Linked DNA regions of Astyanax mexicanus: region 2 is linked to region 1. A link is a contact called in public Hi-C data. All regions are on one chromosome and are shown on one strand. The core of a region is the stretch at or near the end of the contact, and the rest is flanking DNA. Distances in the headings are between cores, read along the strand shown. Region 1 holds the start of hpdl (4-hydroxyphenylpyruvate dioxygenase-like). Region 2 overlaps zranb1a (zinc finger, RAN-binding domain containing 1a).

What was found. A called contact is a pair of places that touch in the nucleus more often than the background predicts.
Region 2: a contact with region 1 is called in a Hi-C map of blood, with 2.2 times the contacts expected there. The contact joins the enhancer-like site here to the promoter of hpdl in region 1. A contact is called at or near these places in 2 of 3 Hi-C or Micro-C datasets (blood and muscle).

Annotation. Positions count from the first base shown.
Region 1 is chr15:18,345,803-18,352,102 of AstMex3_surface, forward strand. It overlaps hpdl (4-hydroxyphenylpyruvate dioxygenase-like), which reads right to left and starts at 3,006. Exons shown (of 5, transcript XM_022666034.2): 1 at 2,360-3,006; 2 at 695-861. The coding sequence starts at 2,997. It overlaps zranb1a (zinc finger, RAN-binding domain containing 1a), which reads left to right and starts at 5,750. Exons shown (of 11, transcript XM_049464734.1): 1 at 5,750-6,050.
Region 2 is chr15:18,380,922-18,387,221 of AstMex3_surface, forward strand. zranb1a (zinc finger, RAN-binding domain containing 1a) reads left to right here. Exons shown (of 11, transcript XM_049464734.1): 11 at 1-1,811. Among protein-coding and RNA genes, the nearest start is that of zranb1a, 33 kb to the left of the region's middle. Within about 2 kb of position 3,795, the one cell type or tissue checked has an H3K27ac peak away from gene starts, as active enhancers do.

The DNA of each region.
Region 1 (6,300 bases), core at 1,756-4,255:
TAAGGTGGCCAATTGCAAGTTGTTCTCCTATTTGAATCTCCTCTGAAGAGTGGCATCATGGGCTCATCAAAACAACTCTCAAATGATCTAAAAACAAAGATTGTTCAACATAGTTGTTCAGGGGAAGGATACAAAAAGTTGTCTCAGAGATTTAACCTGTCAGTTTCCACTGTGAGGAACATAGTAAGGAAATGGAAGACCACAGGGACAGCTCTTGTTAAGCCCAGAAGTGGCAGGCCAAGAAAAATATCAGAAAGACAGAGAAGAAGAATGGTGAGAACAGTCAAGGACAATCCACAGACCACTTTCAAAGAGCTGCCGCATCACCTTGCTGCAGATGGTGTCACTATGCATTGGTCAACAATACAGCGCACTTTGCACAAGGAGGAGCTGTATGGGAGAGTGATGCGAAAGAAGCCATTTCTGCAAGCACGCCACAAACAGAGTCGCCTGAGGTGTGCTTTTGCACATATTACTGTGTCCATCAGTTATAAGATATATCAAACTGACATGACTATTGCAAACACCCAAATATTTAGAACTAAAAATAATTAACATTAATAGGGGTGCCCAAACTTTTTCATATGACTATTTATGAAAACGTTGGTGCTGTAATATAGCAACACTCTAGCAACTGTCTGAAGTACCAGAGAAACCATTCAGAAAGATCTGCGCTGGGAGAAGTGGGCCATACCCTTTTCTGGGAGAGATTCTGCAATAACGAATTTGCAGTCCGGCGTCTGAGAGTCTTTAAATGGAATGCTAAGTCCAATTTCACTGCATTTCCAGTACTCCATCGCCGTCAGACGCAGTCCGATCCCATCCTGATTCAGAACATAGCCCTCATCCACGTCCTCATTACTGCTCCAATAAACAAACACACACACAACTTTTAATAAATAGTTAGAATGCACGGTCAGCTCCCCAAAACTATACAACTGTTAATATACTATTAATTTACTGAATTTATCATATTGGAAAAAAATGAAATATTTTATATGATACATCTCTGGAAAAAAAATAAGAGATTGCTTAACAATGAGTTTCTTTGATTTTACCAAATTGAAAACCTCTGAAACATAATTCAGAGGAAGATGGATGATCACAAGCCATCAAACCAAACTGAACTGCTTGAATTTTTGCACCAGGAGTGGCATAAAGTTATCCAAAAGCAGTGTGTAAGACTGGTGAAGGAGAAAACCAGGGGTTATTCCACCAAATATTGATTTTTAAACCTTTAAAACTTAATGAATATAAACTTGTTTTCTTTGCATTATTTGAGGTCTGAAAGCATCTTGCATCTTGTTTATTTCAGCTATTTCTCATTTTCTGCAAATAGATGCTTTAAATAACAATATTATTATTTGGAATATGGGACAAATGTTGTCCGTAGTTTGTAAAAAAAAAAAAAAAAAAAAAAATATTAAATGTTCATTTTACTCAAACATATACCTATAAACAACAAAAAAACTAAATACACCATACCAATGTCCCAGCAACACCCCAACAAATGTCTAAAACGCCATAGAAACCACCTAATAGCTACTTGGACATGCCCTAGCAACTGAAATCTGAAAAACCTGTAGCAATATCTAAACACCTCGCCAATCATTAACCAATATCTGGCTAAACCTAATATCTAAACACTTACCAGCTTCCTAGCAGTACCATAGCAAATACCTTAATAAACACCTAACAGCATCCTAGCAACGCCCTAGCAATTACCTTGAATACCATAGCAACTGCATGACATATTCAACATCTAGAGTAGAGTCTCCACAGGAGGTTCTGACCTGCTGATGAAGAACCTCTGGACTGTTGGTTCTGGTTCAGCTCTTGGACCGGTTGGTTGCTGAGATCCTGCTGAATGGCTTCTATGGTGCTTCAATACCGGTTTTATGCTGTTGTGTGAGTGTTTCTGTAATATTTTCAGGCTTTAATCTAGATGGTGGAACATTGAATTTGACTGTATTCAGCCGAGACAATGAGAGTATCGGTGGTGGCTAGCATCTGAAATACCCCTAGCATCCACCAAGTACACCATAGCAACACTGTAGCAATTGTCCAGCCTAATACCTTAACACCTGCAAGCTACCTAGCAGCACCACAGCAACTACCTAGAATACCATAGCAACTGCATAGCAACAACTTACCTCTCTAAAACGCCATAGCAACCACCTTGCAATATTTAAGCCTAGCAACAACCTAACTGTCTATTACCTCTTTAAGTATGCAACCACCAAAAACACCATAGGAATGACCTAGCAATACTATAGCAACCACTAATTACACCTTGGCAACCACCAAGCAATATCTTAGCAGCATGTCCTGCATCAGCAGGAGATTCTGAGGTTCAGACCTGCCGATGAAGAACCTCTGGAACCCAAAGTTCTCCTGGTACCACTTCATCACCTCTCCGGTGCTGCGTCTCGGACAGGCGAACGTCACGTGGTCGAAGTGAGTCACCGGGCATCGAGAGTCCGGTTCCGAGTCGGTTCCGTCCCCGACCCGCTGGAACCCCGGCAGAAACCCGCCCTGGTCCTGGTAACGGCTCCGGTCCAGCAGCGTGTGGCACACGTTTCCCACCACCGACCGAATCACGGAGTAGGTGACGGAGCCGCCCCCATCGGGGTCGCACACCTCCGTCGGGGGTACGAGCACGTCGCAGCCCCGGTCGCTCAGTCGCGCGCACGACTCGGTCACATCCTCCACCTCAAAGCACACGTTGCACGCGCTGTCCACCGCGTAGCACGGCCGCACGTCGTACAGGTACCCTTGCCCGTTCTCCTCCGCCTCCGTCCAGGTCACGCCGGTGTCGCGCCGCTCGTTCACGACGAACACGGCCGAGCCCTTCCTCAGCGCGAGCTGCCGCGAGCGGGCCGTGACCCGCGCGCCCACCGCCACGAACTGGAAGCGCGAGGCGAGCGCACCGGCCACACGTACAGCGTTAGACACGTGCAGGGAGACGTGATGGAGCCGGCACACGCGCGCAGCCATGATTGGTGACGTAACGAAGAGGCGGGGCGGGGCGATGAATGGGCCCCGCCCCGCCGACAACAAACAGAAGCCAAAACATTAGGACAACTTATCTGGGTGTTTGATATTTATTTAAACAATACCGAGAGATAACTATGACTAACTATGACTCTCCAGCTTAGCTCTCAAACCAGTATGTTGGAGTTTGATGGTTTAGCTGGTCAACAAGCATCATTAACCTGAAAAAGACAACCAGTATGACTGAGCTTGACCAGAATGACCAGTTCAAAATGACCACGTTGGTGTCATGAATATCTTAGCAACAACCTAGCAACTATCTGGAATACCATAGCATCAACAGATGCTCTCACTCTCTTGGCTAAATGCAGTCAAATCCTTACACCAATGTTCCACCATCTAGTGTAAAGCCTATCTGAAACATCATAAAAACCGCCTAGCAACATTATAAAAACTCTCTGAAAACACCACAAAAAAAAAAAAAAAACAATCAGCAAGATCTTAGCAACAGCTTTTGGCATCTGGGAACTTAGAACGGATATTTATCTAAAGGAGAGTGGTCCAAGAGCTGAACCAGAACCAACAGATCCAACCCAACCATATACAGTACCCATCCATTCATTCTGTTATTTATTCATTCATTCATTCACCCAAACTTCCACCCTATTGAACCATACACCAACCCTTCTACTCCATCCCAGAGTTTTCTGCCCTGTCAGTCCATCAGTTCAGTCATCTCTCATCCCTCTGTTTAGTCATTCATCTGTTTGTTCGTCCATCATCTTAACTCATTATTCATCAGTTCATTGTCCATCCATGCGTCCATAAATCTACTCCTTTATTAATTTAATCATCCATCCAGCCGTCCATCCATCCATCCATTTATCAGACTACTATCCACAATCTTTTAATGCATTTATTCATCTGTCCATCCGGGAATGATATCTGCTTGGTCTATCTGTCCAACAACCCCTGCACCAGTTCATATACCCAACCAACCCTTTTTTTGTCCCATGTCATATCACCTATACATATATACCCATTCATTCCTCCATATATCGACCCGCCCTTTTACTTATCTATCCAACATGAACAGCTGTAATACTGTAATACGGCTGTGTGTGATATATATTACAGTACTACAGCACTATGGTGCGTTACATATAACTTAACTATTGTGTGCTATACAGCTACGTTATAGTTATTTAAGGCTGAGAGCATTATATTATTGTACTACTGTATTGCTGTGTGCTTAACAGTAGTGCTACAGGATTAGCAGAGAAACAACCTTAAAACCCATAATGTTTCCACCTCCATGTTTGACAGTGCGGGCAGTGTTCTTTGGGTCATAGTCAGCATTTCTCTTTCTCCAGCACCTTCTTTCAATCACTCTCAGAATAATCCAGGTGTTCATTGGCTAACTTCAGATGAGCCTACACATCTGCCTTCTTAAGCAGAGGGACCTTGCAGGCACTGCAGGATTTTATTCCATTACGGCGTCATGTGCTACCAATGGTTTTCTTGCTGACTGTGGTCCCAGCTGCCTTGAGAACATTAACAAGTTCCCCCATTTAGTTTTAGGCTGATCTCACCTTCCTCATGATCAAGGATACCCCATGAGGTGAGGTGCCTGGAGCCTAAGGTCGATGTCGATTGACAGTCATTTTGTATTTCTTCTATTTTCTTTTTATAACAGTTATCTCCTTCTCACCCAGCGTGTTACTTATGGTTTTGTAGCCCATTTCAGCCTTGTCCAGGTCTATGATCTTGTCCCTGACATCCTTAGAAAACTCTTTGGTCTTGCTCATGTAAAGATTAGAGTCTGACTGATTAATTCATTCACTCACACTTCCACCCTATCTGACCATACACCAAACTTTCTACTCCCTCCCAGAGTTTCCTGCAGTTCAGTCATTTTTCCACCCCTTTGTTTAGTCATTCCTTCATCTGTTTAGCGTCCTTCCATGCATCCATAAAGCTACTCATTTATTAATTTATTCATCCACCCATTTACCCTTTCATATATATATATTAGGGATGTGCCACATCATATCGTACGCAATAATATCACCAACATTTTTTTATTATGGTAACAATATTAGACCCTGACATATTGTGCCATATCACCCATGACTAAATATCACATCAGGGTACTACTTGTTTTGCAGATTTTAGCAAAAGAAAAATTCACTCTGTTCTCATTTCCTCTGTCCAGTATCATTTATTTTACTTTACCCTGGATATATGGAGGTATATGGAGTGCATTATTATTAGTATCATGACATTCTAGATCATTGACTTCTGTCACAAATCTTATAAAATTCTTGTATTTTTTAATATTTCAGTTAGGGGTGTGCCATATTATATATCATATCGTTTGCAATAATAAAGTGTAATTTTCATTTTGTTGCAGTAGTGTATTTTTTCTATTCAGTGTTCTGTCATATCGCCAAGAGTATCGGTATCGGGAAAATACCATGAAATATCGTGATACTATTTTAGGGCCATATTGCCCACCCCTAATATGTATATATATATATATATATATATATATATATATATATATATATATATATATATATATATATATATAGGTATACAGTTCTACTGATGCACTGCTGTAAATCTGTGTTCAATGTTACTGTACTATTCTACAACCTTACCAGTGTATTGCTGTGTGTACTGTATACCGCTCAGCGTGTGTCTGTGTGTGATTGTGTGTGTGTGTGTGTGTGTGTGTGATTGTGTGTGTGTGTGTCAGATGACTGCATGTCGCTGAGCTTCGCCTCCTCTGAGGCTCTATTTTAGCTTCCCGTATCTCTCCGCCATTAAAGACTGGACACTAAATAACACTAAAGCTGCGGAGCGGCGGGTCCGGAGATGTGTTTAGGGCTAAGGGGGGCAGCAGGTGATCAGTTCTGATTAGTCAGAGAGGGGGTTTATCGATCAGGATATAAAATGTAAGATCGGGTAAAAGGTGGAAGAGCGGCTGTGGAGACTCGGGGAGAGAGAGAGAAAGACTAGCGAACAGCACTGAGGAGGGCGAGCAGGAGAAGGTGAGCGGTTTTACTCTTGTTTTTTTGTGTTTTTAGAGAGATATCCAGTGTTATCTGGATAACATAAGTTAGAGTCTAACAGGGCTGTGAGTTTTAATTCTGACCGTTTTAAAGGATCAGCGGGATTAAACCCGTCCTGCACTGCAGCTACTGCTACTAGCAGCCATGCTAATCACGGTAACGCTAGGTTAGCTAGCTGAGGTAATTGTAGAGAAAAGCAGAGGCAGTTATATTTCCAACACTGTTACCA
Region 2 (6,300 bases), core at 2,545-5,044, 36 kb after region 1:
GAGATGAGCGTAGGTTTGCTCAAATAACCACTATTGATCCCTTTTAAAAAGTGGTTCTTTTGAGCAATGCCATAGAATAACCATATATATTTAAACATTTCATGGAAGTATGAAGAGCTTTAATTACCCTCAACCCTCAACACTCCAATAAACACTTTTTTTTTTAAAGGAACCAATAGGGGTTCTTCTGAGCAATACTACAAAGGAACCATGTTTGTAATAGAGGTGTGTTTCGTAAGGAACCTTTAAATCAGGGTTCTTCTATAGCACTCAATACACCTTTTTTTAAAGGAACCAACAGTGGTTCCTTTGAGTAATGCTGTGCACGAATCATGACTGTAAAAGTGATATGAGAGTGTGAAGAAGCTTTATTTTGATTAGGAACATATAAAGATATATTTTTTTTTTATGCTCACACTCAATCTTACTCTTCCTACTATTACTAACGTGCCCCTTTATGCCCCTTCTTTATGCCCCTTCTATTGTTGCTGAAAGAACCTTTAAAGCACCTCCATGATCGAGAAGAAATTGGTCATCCAGTTCCAGAAAGTTAAAATCTATCCCAGGATGTTTTTCAACTGCCAAGCAGAAGAAGTTAGAAGAAAAAAAACATGTTTATTATAATTTACACGTTTTCTTCCCTTTTCTCTCCAAACAAAAAAAAGAAAAAAAAAGAGTGATTTCTATATAAATATATACATATATAAATATATAAATAGTGCGAAAAAATATATATACATATATATATATATATAAAACCCTTCAGTGCAGGTGTGATGCATGCGGTTCCTAGGGCGGTGTCTAATAAATAAGAGGACAAAAAAGAAGAAAAAATGACAAATACCAGCATCAGCAGCAGCGTTTAGACGGGCCGGACGTTTCTATAGGTTTGTTATCGGCACTTACAGAAGCACACTTTACAAATAATGTTTGTTCTAAAAACGAAATGAATATTAATTCATATTAATAATCATAGTAAGGCTTTTGTTTGTTTTTCTTTGATTGCGATTTAGAGTTTTATCGGATTCAGTTCAGGGAGGAAGAAGGAGAGGAGGAGCCGTGATGAAGGTTTGGTTGAGAAAGAAAGAGAGAGAAAGAGAACCGTGTATTTACAGCATGCTGTTTTGTTATACAACAGCACACACACACACATACATACATACATACATACATACATAAACACATACATACATACATACATATAAATATACCTGAAGAACGTTAGAAAGGACAGAAGTGGGACTTTTCTTGTGAGTGTTTTTTGTTTTGACTTTTTTTTCCACTATTTTCTTGCACCTCTCTCATCCCTCGCTCATCCTTTAGGTTGTGTTTCTGTTTGTTTCGTTTTTAAAGACTGACTGTATTTATTTGTTTAGGAGTGCGATTGTATGAATTATTTTACACCCCTTTCCCTTTCACTTTCTCTTTTTGTCTCTTTTTTTTTTCTTTTACGTACCTAAACTTCTTCTGTCTTTCTTTTGTTTTATTTTTTATTATTTCTCACTTGTTTTTTTTTCTTTCACTCTCTCCCTTCTATCTATCTCATACTTATTCGCTCTCTCTCCCTCTCCCCCTGTTTCTTTGCACGGAGGTGTGTGTTCTTGCTGTTGGGGTGAGAGCCCCCCCCCCCTCCTCGGCCCTCCTGTATAAATGTACTGACCTGTATAATGTGTGATTTATCTAGTACCTCATTTTTGATGTTACAACTTTAGGTGCTTCTCTGTGGGAGGGGCAGGGCCAGGATGGGATGGCTGATACACACAGCTACTACAGAGTGTGCTAAACATTAAACTACACACACACACACACACTTCTCCCAGTGTCCGACTCTCTCTGTTACATCCTGTACTGCCGAGTTCACTTTCTTAAGGTTTTTTTAACAAACCAAAAACATTATTTTTTTTTTCTACTTTCAGTGGAAGACAAGGTAAAACTATTTTATTTTAAGTAATTTTCGGGCATTTCTACTGGTATATTCACCATCATATTCTGAAACAATATAAAGAACAACCGACAGATTCACATTTGTGGTGTAAAAGTGATAATGTACACTGCTGATATGCACGTCATTGGACAGGAACCAGTTTTGTGTCTCATTACTTTTTTTGTCATGTTCTATAAAAGTGAGAGAAAACTGTGGTGGAATATGGGGAAGATGATCTGGCACAAAGCACATGCATACAGAAAAATAGACATATTAAATAGGTTTCGTGATCTGACCGTTCACATTCCTGTTACGCGCCTATAAATCGGATTAAAAGTGACTTGAATCAGATTTGAAAAGACTGGATTTGCAAAGTCCACACAGCCCTGAATAAATCAGGTTTATGCAACACTGAGGCAGAAAGTCAGATTTGAATCACTTAAGTCTGATGAGGTGAATGCAGTCAAAGACTGTGTTCAGACTGCCTGCACATACCTGTTTCCAGATTATCCAGATTAGATGTTTGTAGTCTGCACAGCAAAAAAAAAAAAAAAAAAAAAAAAAGAAATCTAATCTGATTTTGGAATATCTAGATTTTATTTAGATAAGGTCTGACGTTCTCTATAGGAAAAAAAAAAAAAAAATTAAATGTTGAGCTAATTGGATCTAATTGGCCCTCCCAAAAACAGCCGCTGAAAATAGGATTATAGTGTTGCCATATACAGAGAGGCAGGGGTGTAGCAGCAAATTCTGGGCCCTGTACACTCTTAATGTCAGTGGGCTTCTATCCAGGCCAGTACACAAGAAACGTGAGCATAAAAAAAAAATAAAATAAAATAAAAAGTTAGGATTTTTCATGAGCCCCTCTTCTTCTCTGGCCCTGGAGAGTCTTTTCCCCCTCTACCACGCCCATGTGGAGTGCTACAGACAAGCTGCTCTCCAGCCCAGAAGGTTGATGAAAAAGCTTGCAGAACAGTAGATCTCAAAGCAAGTGGGTTCGAAAACGGGTGAAACGGAAACAGTTGGAAAATGAAAATGGGTGGGAAACGATTCAAACACACGGGAGAGAAGCACGAGGGGGGAGGAGCCAGGGAGAGAGGAGCAGGGGTGTATCAGCAAATTGAGGGTCCTGTACACTGTCGGTGTCAGTGGGCCCCTATCCACGCCAGTACACAAGGAACATGAGAGAAAAATGATCAGGATTTTCATGGGCTCCTCTCCGTACTTAGGCCCTGGGTAGGTTAGGTCCACTTTTCCCTTTTTTTGCTGATTTATTTGTATGTTTTTTGAGTTTCTTGAAGTTTATTTTTGCAGGATTTTTTTTATAAATTCTTTATATATACTATATTTATTGATTTTTTTTCACACAACACAGTTGTTCTATCAGTATAATTCTAATTTAACCAATGTAGGGTATTGAAATTAATCACAATTAGATAATCTCAATTAATTTACATAAGCAAAATATATTCTTCAATTATTATGTATAAGTTTGAAGACATAAACATTTTATATTTCTTTACTTAACATATCAAAAAAAAAATCTACTAAGTTAAGTGAGTAGTGTAGTGTCCACAGGTGTGAATATACAGGATGTACAGTAAAATGTCAGTAGAGTCCCCGGGTGTAGATGTACATGTTACAAAGTATGATTACAGTACAAACAAAAATAGGCTGTGATTTAAAAAAGCATATGAGACTTGTCTTCTCTCTTCCGGCTCCACTGGGAGGAGTCGAAGAGTCTGGTGGCTCTCGGAACAAAGGATCTCCTGAGTCTGTCTGTAGAGCCGCTCTGTGACAAGAACGTGCCACTGAAACTGCTCCTATTATCCATGATGGTGGAATGCAGTGGGTGACCATCATCATCCAAGATGGAGAGAAGTTGTGCAGTGTCCTCCTCTCTGCCACCATAACCACGGACCCCGCACGCCTGACCAGCTCGTCCAGAAGCTTGTCTCGTCCCTCTTCTTTATGCTTCCTCCCCGGCACACCACAGCAGAGAAAAGACAGCTTTACTCCTGATTCTGCGGTATTGTAAGAAGGCGGTTTTACACTTAGGAAGAAGTGTTGGAACAGATTAGTCGTGTGGATTACAATGTGTAGCTGAGTTGTCAGACTGGTCACTGGTTTTGTTTTCTTGGACACTTTTGGTAGATACTGTCCACTGCATTGCAGGAACATCCCACAAGATCTGCCTGATGGTCTGAAGATGTTCTGACCCAGTAGTCTAAAACATCACAGTTTGGTTCTTCTTGTTTGTTTTTTTCTGCTCTAACACTTCAACTTAAATAATTGACTGTTCCCTTGCTACCTAAATAGATTCCACCCCGATAATGAGTGTTTCACTTCACCTCATTATTGGCAGTGGTTCTAATATTATGGTCGACTTTCTTTATACGATTTTGAAACAGATCTGGAACGTTCCCTTATCCCTTACGATTTAGTTAAAAAAATTTAGGATTCAACCATTAGTTTCTGAGGGGATTAGCAGTCTGATGCACCGCCTTGTGGCCGTTTGTGTTTATTACAGGCGAGATGAGATTTAAAGTTTAAAGGCTAGGTGTCGCTACCACATAAACCCAATCTAAAAACAGTTGCCAGGTTTGCGTTTTTTTCCGCCAAATTGGGCTTGTTTGAAAATCCAGTCTGGGCAAAAATTCAGGGTGGGTGAAAAATGATGAAAAATGTTAAAGATGTTAAAAGAGGAGAGGAGGGAGTTCAGGCGGGACAAGAACAGTCAGGCAAAAGTCAGGTTTATTTTCTAATTGTGTTACTATTAAATATTTTGACTGGTATATAAAACTGTTATGAAAAGAACTAATAAAACACTAATGTTACAATATTATTAATTTAATATAAATATCAGTGTTGATAATAAATCCCCAATAAACAAAATACTAAGTCATAGTACTTACACTCATAGTTGTTTTGCCATTTGCTTCAAACAAGTGATAGACATACATTTTGGGCAAGTTTAAGCTTCTGAAGGGCGGGTTTTAGACTGACTTTGGGCTGGATATTTTTGTTGGATCTGGCAACCCTGCCTACATTAATGTTCCTGAGCGTTTAGGAAAACATAATGAAATGAAACATCAGTTTGAAAAATCTTAGTTTACACAATACAGTCAAAAATAGTAGAAGTAAAATGATGTGTAAATGATAGTACTCAAGAAAATATATTATTATGAGTGGTATATTTCATTATTTGTTTTATTATATAGTCTGTGGCCAGTGACTGCACATTTATTTCTCCTTCTGGCCCCCAACAAGAAAAGTTTAGACACCCCTGTTGTAGAAGCTCATCTGTTGCTCCAGTTTGTGTTGGTCATCCTCTAGTCCTTCGTCAGTGCCCACAAGATGCTGCCCAAGACTAAAGTGTTTAAAAACTCAGCACTGCTGTACCTAATTTATTAATGGCTGCACAACATATACAAACACACTAATCCACCACCATGTCAGTGTTGCTGCACTGCTGAGAATGCTGAACCCACCGCCCAACTATTACCTGCTCTGTGGTGGTCCTGTTGGGTCCTGCCCATTGAAGAAGTCTGTAATTATAGAAATACAGTGGCTTGCAATAGTATTCATCCCTTGAACTACTATTTTTTGAGATTTTAAGTGAAACAAAGTGCACAAAGTACTGCATAAGTGTGAAGTGGAATGAAAATGATAATAAATATCTGAAAAGTATATCTTAATACTTAGTAGAGCCACCACTCGCTGCAATTACAGCTGTAATTGCTTTGGGGTTTGTCTCCACCAGCTTTCACATCTAGAGACTGAGATTTTTACCCCATTCTTCTTTATAAATCAGCTCAAGCTCTGCCAAATTGGATGGAGGGTGTCTGTGACCAGCAATTTTCATGTCTTGCCACAGAAGCTCAATCCGATTTAAGACTGTGCCATTCTAATATTCTTCATTCAATATAATATTCTCTGATCTAAACCATTCCACTGTAGCTCTGTAGCGCTGTATGTTTAGGGTCATTGTCTTGTTGGAAGGTGAAACTCCTTCCCAGTCTCAAGTCTGTTGTTGCCTTCAACAGGTTTTTTTTTACAGAATTCCCCTGTATGTGTGTTAACTCCATGCATCTTCCTATTAACTCTGACCAGCTTTTCAGCTTCTCTGTCCCTGCTAAAGAAAAGCATCCTCACAGCATGATGCTGCCACCACCATGTTTCACAGTGGGGATGGTGTGTTCAGGGTGATGAGCAGTTCAAGAGCAACACTGGTCTCATCTGACCACAGCAACTTCTTCCACATGTTTGCTGCAACTGCAAAGAAGAATCCATTTGTTTCTTTAAACAGTGGATTTCTTGTCGACTATCTTCCATAAAGGCCATATTTGTGGAGAGCATGACTTATGATAGTTGTC